2 separate regions of the Callithrix jacchus genome follow, and region 1 is linked to region 2. A link is a contact called in public Hi-C data. All regions are on one chromosome and are shown on one strand. Each heading gives the region's core, a stretch centred on a gene start, on an enhancer-like site or on the middle of the called end of the contact. The rest is flanking DNA. Distances are from core to core; before and after follow the strand shown. Region 1 overlaps RBM20 (RNA binding motif protein 20). Region 2 has its middle 35 kb from the start of RBM20.

Region 1 (5,199 bases), core at 1,951-4,450, 56 kb before region 2:
GAGATGATACCACTTTAATAAACTATAAATATTATTTCACATAAAAATCACCATTTTTAAAAAACACAAGTTTGAAACTAAAAAGTTTCAAAGAGATGAATCATTAGACTCACTAAATAAAGTTGGGTCATGGTAAAAACCCAAGCAAACGTTTCTGAAACAACTAAATAGAGTGAAATTGAATGGTTTCAAAGAAATGGCATCTTATTTTTAATTCAGCAACCCTTTAATCAGGAGTTTGTCAATTCACCAAGTCCTAAGACTTCTCCAAAAGCCAGTAGAGCACTTTTTGGTCATTGTGTGCTTAAGAACTGTGGCAATGAACAACTATTGTCACCCCAATCCCTACGTTTTACAAACCGAACAGATCCAAAAATGTCAGTTTGGCTGGGAAAGCCAGTCCCTTGAAATGTACTACAAGCAGGCCAGATACAGTAGTTCATGCCTGTAATCCCAACACGAGGAGGCCAAGGCTGGAGGATCGCTTGAGCCCAGGAGCTGGCAATCTGAGCAACACAGCAAGACTCTGTCTCCATTTTTTAAAAAGTACTGGAACCAAGTGAAGGTGCAGAGTTTTCAGATTTGAAAGCAATCTTCTGAGCCTAAAAGTGTTGGAATTTAATCCAAAGTTTTGTAGAAAGGCACATTCAATCATGGAAGTGGTTTGTTGAATGGCAGGCAAAAACCCCTGAGAGATTTTTCAGATAGATGGCAGTGGCCTATAAACACATCATACTTCATTTTTATTGCTTTTAACAGAAAATCCAATTAACACATGGAAGGAGCTGGTTGTTTAAATATCATTCCCATTCATCAAAAGAAAGACAACCCTGTCCCCACTACCCCCAACATGCATAGAGACTTGCCACACTCCTTCCCAGTGCTTCCCTCTCAGACTATTTGGAAACACTTTCTTTTTTTTTTTTTTTTTTCTGGAGTTTCACTCTTGTTGCCCAGGCTGGAGTGCAATGGCACAATCGTAGCTCACTGCAACTTCCACCTTCCAGGTTTAAGCAATTCTCCTGCCTCAGCCTCCCTAGTAGCTGGGATTACAGGTGCACCACCAAGCCAGGATAATTTTGTATTTTTAATAGAGATGGGGTTTCTCCATGTTGGTCAAGCTGGTCTTGAACTCCTGACCTCAGACGATCTGCCCACCTTGGCCTCCCAAAGTGCTGGGATTATAGGCATGAGCATGCAGCCTGGAAACACTTTATGGTTCTCCAGCCATAAGCAACCTCACTGTCAGTGGATTTACTCATTATTGTAAATGAATCTTCGGCTTATCCTTCATCATGGCTTTGCTGCCGTTCCAAAAAATAGAAGGAAGTTTTTCCTCTGCTTAAAAACCACAACACTTTGAAGAGGTTCAAGACGATATAAGTTAAATACATATTGAGAAATGATACAACTTTAACAAACTGTAAATATGTTTTCCATAAAAATCACCATTTTAAAAGTCATTTTTCAAACAAAACAAAGCAAGGGCCAGGACTTAAAATGATTGGTAGGTTGTTGTTTCTTTTTTTAACTGTTATACTAAAAAAGTATCCACAGGGAACTGTTCTAAGAAGTTCAAAAAAGAACCTTGTCAGTTTCTGCCTTCAAGTGAAACATTAGGCCAAAGAATCTTAAGAGTTGGGATCAACTCTGCCTCCACCCTCCCCTCTCCTCACAGTCCTTAAAGAGCAGACATAAAAAAGATTTCAAAGAGGGAATTTAAGAGGGTTTCTAAAAGGTTTCTCTGGCACTCCCATCACTCATTGCAAACTCTCTGGGCAGGAACGACACTTGTTCAGCTTTTTTTTCCTCTCCCTCCCTCCACCTGTTGTCGCAAGTCTCCCTTGGTATGGCCGGGGGCCATTCGCACTTTCTGCCTGAATGACGAGGTCTCCCCTATAATCCAGTGTCTCCCTTTCAACCCAAGTCGCTGCTTCTAAATTAGAACCCCCTAGAAAAGTGCACCAATTAGGGGAGACTTTACGCATCACAAAATGTCTATAGGTTGGTTTGTCTGGTTAGTTTTCCCCTTGTTTTATTTTTTCAGTATTACTGGCTGCACCTTAAGCTTCCAGAGTAAGTGAAGCTGAGATGGGTGAAGACGTACACAGTCAGATAGCAGGGGGTCAGGCTGGTGGTCCCTAAGTTCTCTTCCGGCCTCTCCACCCAAGATAGCCCCAGCCATAGCTCTGGAATTCCAGGCGGGATATTTGGCAGACGTCGGTAATTGAGTTAGGGGGATCTAAAGAAAGACTTCACGTTCACATTCATATGCTAAACTTAGTTAAAAATAGATGCAAGAAGAGCCTGACTTCACTTTTAATTTTAGCTGGTGATGAACATGCCCTAAAGACAGAAAGTCACCAGGCATTTTCCTGAGTGCAGTGATCTTCATATTTTTATAAAAAGGAAATGCAGCATGTTCTATTAATAAAAGTGCTGTAGCCTCAGTTAAATCTGGACAGTTCGTAAATCAGGGCTCCCTCTGGCTCAGCTTCCCCGCACCACTCACTCACACCCAAGCCCCAGCAAGTGGGCAGGTCACATGCATGGGGGGTAAAATGAGCAGGACACCAGGGGCCCAGGAATCAAAGGCCACATTGGATGGCTTTGTGATCAGTGAAGCACTCCAAGGCATGGCTCCCAGACACTTCCCAGGTGACCAAGTGACTCAAACAAGCGCATTTGCCAGTCATTCTTAAAGGGCTCATGAAAAGATCGACATAACCAGGATGGAGCCCTGTGTGTTATGAGGTTAGTGATGAAAAGGGGGCTGGGTTCTGGGTGTGAGAGCCAAACAAGGTAGAAAGGAGAGAAAATGTGGTGCTTGCTTCGGGAAGAACAGGCAAGTTCACCTTTTCCTTCCAATCTCAAAGCTGGCAAAAGTTTAAGTTGGCATCCAGCCATCTAGCTACTTACCTTTCATTCACCCACCGAGGCAGGATCTTCGCCACTGTCATGCCCATCAAGCCACATGACTAATGAAACGGGGCCAGGTAGAAAAACTGCCACCCTTAGACCACTGAGCCTCCTTGTTCAGGCTAAATGATCCTTCCCAGTTGAGGCAAGGTGGCCCCAGGTCTCCAAGAAAGTGCTGGAGAATATCCTGGGCCTCAGTATGGGTGCCCACGACACAAGGATGTCCCCAAACACATAAGCTCTGGCCCCGCCCTGGGATTCTTAGGATCTTGGTGAATGCACTGCAATCTTCTTTTCTAAATGAACATGGGAGACCTTACCTCTTGCCAAGCACTGTGGTAAGCATCGTATGGACAATCTCATGCCATCTTCCCAACAGCCGAATGAGGTTGGTTGAAGCAACTGTGGCACAGGGCAGTAAGGCCACGCACATCCTAAGTGACAGGCTGTGCTCCCTAACCCAGATCTCTCTCAATCCAAAGCCCAGGATGGTGGCAACAGAAAGGGCCCAATAAGGCCACAGTGGAAGGAATGTGGTCTATTTCCATTTTCTTGCCGTATCCTTGGATAAATTTCCCTCCCTCAAAGGAAGACCGACTCTGATGTTTTGGTGGCAGTTTTGTTCTTGATCTGCCTTGCCCGCATTTTCCCATGTTTATATTACAGCTGCCTGTAAAACCCTCTAATCCTCAATCTAAACAATCCTACAATAGTTTGAACCCCAGGAGGAACATAAATTCTGTAGAATAAGATGGAAAGACTGGGCTTTGGAGTCAGAATGATGTGAGTCAGGATCTCAGCCTTCTATTTGCTGGCCAGGTGATTTTTATTTTTTATTTTTTTCTGAGACAGGCTCTCTCTGTCACCCAGGCTGGAGTGCAGTAGTGCAGTCATAGCTCCCTGCAGCCTCAAACTCCTGCATTCAAATGATCTTCCTATCTCAGTCTCCTGAGTAGCTGGGAGGCACGTGCCACCACACCCAGGTAATTTTTTTTTTAACTTTTTGTAGATATGGGGTCTTGCTATATTGCACAGGCTCAAACTCTTGGCCTTAAGTGAGCCTCCTGACTCAGCCTCCCAAAGTGCTGAGATTATAGGGTGAGCCACCACACCCCGCCCCCAGGTGATTTTTAAGAAGGGTCTGTATGCTCCATAGCCCAACATCAAATTTAGGGACATCTGAAAACAGCACTGGCCAACTGGGTGAGCAGATGTTTGTTCTGAGTACTTTAACTTTTTATTATGGAAAACTTGCAAATTATACAAAGGTAGAGAGAATAATAACTTCCGTGTAGTCACCACCCAGTTTCAAAAATGATCAATCTATGGCCAATCTTGTTTACTTTGTAACCTCCCACTCCCCTTCCATTATTTCAAAGCTAATACCAGATGTATCAAATTTTATCTATACTTTAGTATACAGCTCTAGAGTATAACAACTTTCTCTCTCTCTCTTCCTCCCTTTCTCTCTTTCTTTATTTATTTTTTTGAGACAGGTTCTTACTCTGTCGCCCAGGCTGAAGTGCAGTGGCACGATCAGAGCTCACTGAAGTCTCAATCTCCCAGGCTCAGGTGATCCCCCGGCCTCAGTCTCCCGAGTCTCTGGGACTACAGGTGTGCACCACCACTGTGGGCTAATTTTTGGTATTTTTTGTAAAGACAGTTTCGCCATGTTGCCCAGGCTGGTCTCGAACTCCTGGACTCAAGTGATCTGCCCATCTCAGCCTCCCAAAGTGCTGGATTACAGGCATGAGCCACAACACCCAGCCAATTTCTGTATTTTAACATAATCACAATACCATTACCACAATTACAAATAAGTGTTCTTTTTAATGTTCAAATAGCCAAATAAATAATACATGAGTAAATAATTCTTTAACCTCACTATTCAAATATATCTTAGGTTATTATATGTATATGTATGTATATATACATATTACAGTTGATTCGTTTTGAGCTAGGACCCAAACAAGAATTATATACCACGTTGTGCTGATAAGTATTTTAAGTCTTTTTTAACCTACAGATAACCCCTCCTGCTATTTTCATTCTTAAAATTTGTTAAAGAAACCAGGCCTGCAGTATGTCCCATTTTCTGATTAGCTGGTTTCATCTGCCCGATATCATTTGTACATGTTCCTGTGTCCCCTGTGTTTTCTATAAACTGGTAGTTAAATCTCAAGTCTGGCAAGACATTAGATCGATCAGTGGTTTTGAACATTATCAGCCTGAGCCCTCCATTATAAAGATCCTCATCAGCTGCACCAAATAGCTTAGTAG
Region 2 (4,766 bases), core at 70-2,569:
CTCTGAGAGAGATCATAAGAGACCCTGATTCAGACTGTCTTATTGGGGAGATGACTTAGAAAAGGTAAGCTGAAAAGGAACATAATAGGTGAAGCTGTTTCAATTAAGGGATGCCAGGTTAGAGACAAAAAGCGAATGAGAAAAATTATAATAGAATCTCTTTTGTATTTATATGAAGATTCAGAAAGCACAGAGGAAGAAACTGAGGAGAAACAAGTAGGGCTATTATTGCAAGACAGGACTGAATGATGGTTGATATTGAATGTCAACTTGATTGGAATGAAGAGTGCAAAGTATTGTTCCTGGGTGTGTCTGTGAGGGTGTTGCCAAGGGAAGTTAACATTTGAGTCGGGGGACTGGGAGAGGCAAACCCACCTTCAATCTTGGTGGACACCATCTAATCAGCTGCTAGTGCGGCTAGACTAAAGCAGGCCGAAGATGGAAAGAGCAGACTTGCTGAGTCTTCTGGCCTTCGTCTTTCTCCTGTGCTGGATGCTTCCTGTCCTCAAACATTGGACTCTAAGCTCTTCAGCTTTTGGACTCTTGGGCTTACAAACTGGTTTGCCAGGGGCTCTCGGACCTTCAGTCACAGACTGAAGGCTGCACTGTTGGCTTCCCTACTTTTAAGGTTTTGAGACCCAGACTGGTTTCCTTGCGCCTCAGCTTGCAGACGGCCTATTGTGAGACTTCACCTTGTGATAGTGTGAGTCAATACACTTTAATAAACTCTTTTACATATACATCTATCCTATTCTGTCCCCGTAGAGAACCCATTTTGTAAATAAGATCCTGTTAAACAGCTGCTGCATACCTAAGCAGCAATCCAAACTGTTGCAAGCAGTTAACACTAGCTCATAAACTCTTGCAACAGAGAAATCTCAAGAATATCACACCTTGACCATCTCTCCTTGCAGCTGGAACTCTAAGAAACCAGAGTTTGAAAAACTAGACCAAAAAAATGGAGGGGTTGGCATGTGTTAAGGGCCCCCTCTAGTGGCTCTGGGAAATAAGTGAAGTAATTGGAGATTTAGGTTACTGGAAGAAAAAGTAGCAGCCCAGACAAGACTGAAGAAAGCCTTGGCTTTATCTACCTTTGCAGCCACCATTTCTAATTCTAATCTAACTAGTACGATAGATTCCTGTGTTTGAAGACCTCTCCTAGCAAAGGCCTCTGCGTCAGAAGGGCCAGGGACCTTTAGTACATTATACTTTAATTGCCTCTGTTAACTTAGTCCCAAATGATTTGTCCTTAAACCCGTGTCCTTCAATTTTCTATGGTGGTGGATCTTTTCACCCGTATGTACTTCCATGTTTCCAGCCTTTATAGCCATCATTGCTAATTGCTGAATAATTTTAGGCATAATTTATAAAGCTAAAGCAGGATTTGTGATTACTGAACACTTTAAAGTTTGATAACCAACTTTCCAGGCACTGATCTAAACACACAGTATCCATAAGAGAAAACATTCAAACCTAGACTTATACCAACCAATGTGAGGACTTGAGAGAGGAAATATATCCATGTGCTCCTTGCAAACCTAACCGCCAGGATGCCTCATGTCCCTGTGCAATCACTGGCTGCCACAAGGGCTCTTACACCCAGGAGACTCTCTGTCTCTAGGAAGGGAAAAGTGAGTGCCACACGGTGGCAGATTTATAGAGCAATGCTGGCATCTTTCATGCAGAAGACTGGCAGCCAGGAGTAATCCAGTCCCCCTAGGACACTGAGACAAGTGCTCAGGGTGTACCTAAATAGGTGCAGTCTAAAGAAAATAGGACTGGGGAGGCAAAGGGCAAAGAAAACCAGAGATGATGGTGAACTGTACCCTTGAAATCTGTTTCTCTCTGTCATGTAGAGGATCCGTCAACACTGTACTACATCTCTCCCATTTTCATAGTTAACTTGGAGAAAGAAAGAGCTGATGTATTAGTCTGTCCTACTTCTGATACAAGAAAGCCAAAACTTGGTTCTGGCTCTTTTGGTTATTAAGCTGTGCGTGCTCATTTATTCATTTGGGTCGCCTAACTAATCTGGGCTTCAAATTAAAGTATTAAACTAAAAAATTTTGGCCAGGCTCGGTGGCTCATGCCTGTAATCCCAGCACTTTGGGAGGCCAAGTCGGGCGGATCACCTGAGGTCACAAGTTCGAAACCAGCCTGGCCAACATGGTGAAACCCCGTCTCTATTTAAAAAAAAAAAAAAATCTTTTCTATCTCTGGATCTAAATATATCCTGTGAAGTCCTAAGTGAAAGCCATTTTTAAGAGGACATGTTTTGCAAAATCTGCTCTTGCCAAAGTAATATTTCTTCTAGAAATGTTAACCCACTTTATCAAGAATTACTTAATGTGACCGAAATAAAAGCTGTTGACATTTCTAGGCAATAGGCAGTTCAAATAGATTCTGTTACTCCATTTCCCGAATGAAAAGGACGAACTGTTTCTTCCAAAATATAAAACTAAGGAAACAAGGATTATCACTGTTGCTCAATCTACACACAAAAGTAGAAGGTAATTTCTACCTAATTACATATAATTTTAAAACAAAAAAGGGCCAGGTGCAATGACTCACACCTGTAATTCTAACACTTTGGGAAGCCAAGGATCACTTGAGGCCATTAGTTTGAGACTAGCCTGGGCAAAGTGAGACCCCTGTCTCTACTAAAAACAAAACAAAAAAACAAACAAACCAGAAATCAGCTGGTGTGCTAGCACACACCTATAATTCTAACTACCTACTTTGGAGGGAGGGTGTGGTGGGAGGAACCCTTGAGCCCAGGGGTTGGAGATTGCAGTGAGTTATGACTGATTCACTATACTCCAGCCTGCACGACAGAGTGAGGCCCTATCTTCTATTTAAAAGAAAATACCAAGTAGGGAAGGAAAAATCCTCCTAACTTCTATGTAGCAGACCAACACTTGGCTGTAACTGCATTAATGTGCAACTGGTTCCATTTACACTTCCCTCTGTTTAAAACATCAGACTAAGCATAAATACACAAACCTGGATTATTTGTGTTCCAGGATAAGGATATATGGCTGAGTAAAAAGATACAGAATGAATACTGTTTCTTAAATACAACACTCTTTTTTTTTTTTTTTGGAGACACGGTCTTGCTCTGTTGCCCACGCTGAATTGCAGTGGCACCATCATGGCTCACTGTAGCCTGTAGCCTCAACCTCCCAGGCTCAAGTGACCCCTTCCACCTCAGCCTTCCAAGCAGCTGGGACTACAGGTGTAGCCACCACACCCAGCTAATTTTTGTAGAAATGGGGTCTGACATGCTGCCCAATCTGGTGTCAAACTCCTGACTCAAATGATCCTCCTACTCCAGCATATAAAAATGCTGGTAAGATAGGTGTGAGCCACTACATCTAGCAGAACTTTTAAGAAAAGGATTTCTTAAATCCTTAAGACATAACACAATCTCTGCACTTATGTGGGAAGCATCCATCTGGAAGCTGTATCCTGTGTAAGACCGTTTGCTGGGTGATAGTGAAATGTGAATACTGTTCACTTTAAACACTGGTATTCTTCCTTTGTAAGAAGCTGAATCAAAGTACTAGTCCTTTATCTAGAGAGTTGTTAAAAGAGAAAAACCTTTTAAGAATTAACCAAATATTTCCAAAGACAAGTTTGCTATGGCTTACTTTTAAAAAAAAAATCCAGGCGGGTGGATCACGAGGTCAGGAGATCGAGACCATCCTGGTCAACATGGTGAAACCCCATCTCTACTAAAAATACAAAAATTAGCTGGGCAGGGTGGCACGTGTCTGTAATTCCAGCTACTCGGGAGGCTGAGGCAGGAGAATTGCCTGAACCCAGGAGAGGGAGGATGCGGTAAGCCGAGATCACGCCATTGCACTCCAGCCTGGGTAACAAGAGCGAAACTTTGTCTCAAAAAAAAAAAAAAAAAGTGAAAACTGACTTTGGGAGGACTTCTTTCTTTCTTTCTTTCTTTTTTGAGATGGAGTTTCACTCTTGTTACCCAGGCTGGAGTGTAATGGCGCGATCTCGGCTCACCGCAACCTCTGCCTCCTGGGTTCAGGCAATTTTCCTGCCTCGGCCTCCCGAGTAGCTGGAATTACAGGCACACGCCACCATGCCCAGCTAATTTCTGTATTTTTAGTAGCGATGGGGTTTCACCATGTTGACCAGGATGGTCTCGATCTCCTGACCTTGTGATCCACCCGCCTCGGCCTCCCAAAGTGCTGAGATTACAGGCGTGAGCCACTGCGCCCGGCCTTCACTTTTCTATTGACCATATTATTCACAGTAAAATTATTTCTATAAATTGCATGATTTCCTAAAATTACTTTTTCACTTATTTTGAATAGACAAACCCTTAACCTAAATACTAACCATTTCATATTTTACATTTTTCACAAGAGTATAAAAAGTATACAAAAATCCTTATATTCACACTGATCTCTAGGAATCTATGCTAGGAAAAATAATCCTAAATTTCAGTAGTTTTATATATAAAAATGTTAATCCCACACCTGTAATCCTACCACTTTTGGAGGGTCAACGTGGGCAGATCATTTGAGGTCAGGAGTTTGAGACCAGCCTGACCAATATGAAGAAACCCCATCTCTACTAAAAATGCAAAATTAGCTGAGCAAGGTGGCACATGACTGTAGTAATCCCAGCTACTTGAGAGGCAGGACAATCGCTTGAACCAGGAGGCAGAGGTTGTGAGTAGAGATTGTGCCATTGCAATTCAGCCCTGGCAGCAAGAGTGAAGGCGTTTCCAAAAAAAAAAA

The links. Hi-C and Micro-C count contacts between places; a contact is called where the count stands out from the background.
Region 1: a contact with region 2 is called in a Hi-C map of skeletal muscle, with 8 times the contacts expected there. The contact joins two enhancer-like sites. A contact is called at or near these places in 2 of 3 Hi-C or Micro-C datasets (induced pluripotent stem cells and skeletal muscle).

What each region holds. Positions count from the first base shown.
Region 1 is chr12:103,595,587-103,600,785 of calJac240_pri, reverse strand. The region is part of intron 1 of RBM20 (RNA binding motif protein 20); the gene reads right to left. Among named protein-coding and RNA genes, the nearest start is that of RBM20, 23 kb to the right of the region's middle. Within about 2 kb of position 3,200, at least 1 of the 16 cell types and tissues checked has an H3K27ac peak or open chromatin away from gene starts, as enhancers often do. A contact at or near this core is called in skeletal muscle, where this site is marked.
Region 2 is chr12:103,537,709-103,542,474 of calJac240_pri, reverse strand. No RefSeq gene overlaps it. Among named protein-coding and RNA genes, the nearest start is that of RBM20, 35 kb to the left of the region's middle. Within about 2 kb of position 1,319, at least 1 of the 16 cell types and tissues checked has an H3K27ac peak or open chromatin away from gene starts, as enhancers often do. A contact at or near this core is called in skeletal muscle, where this site is marked.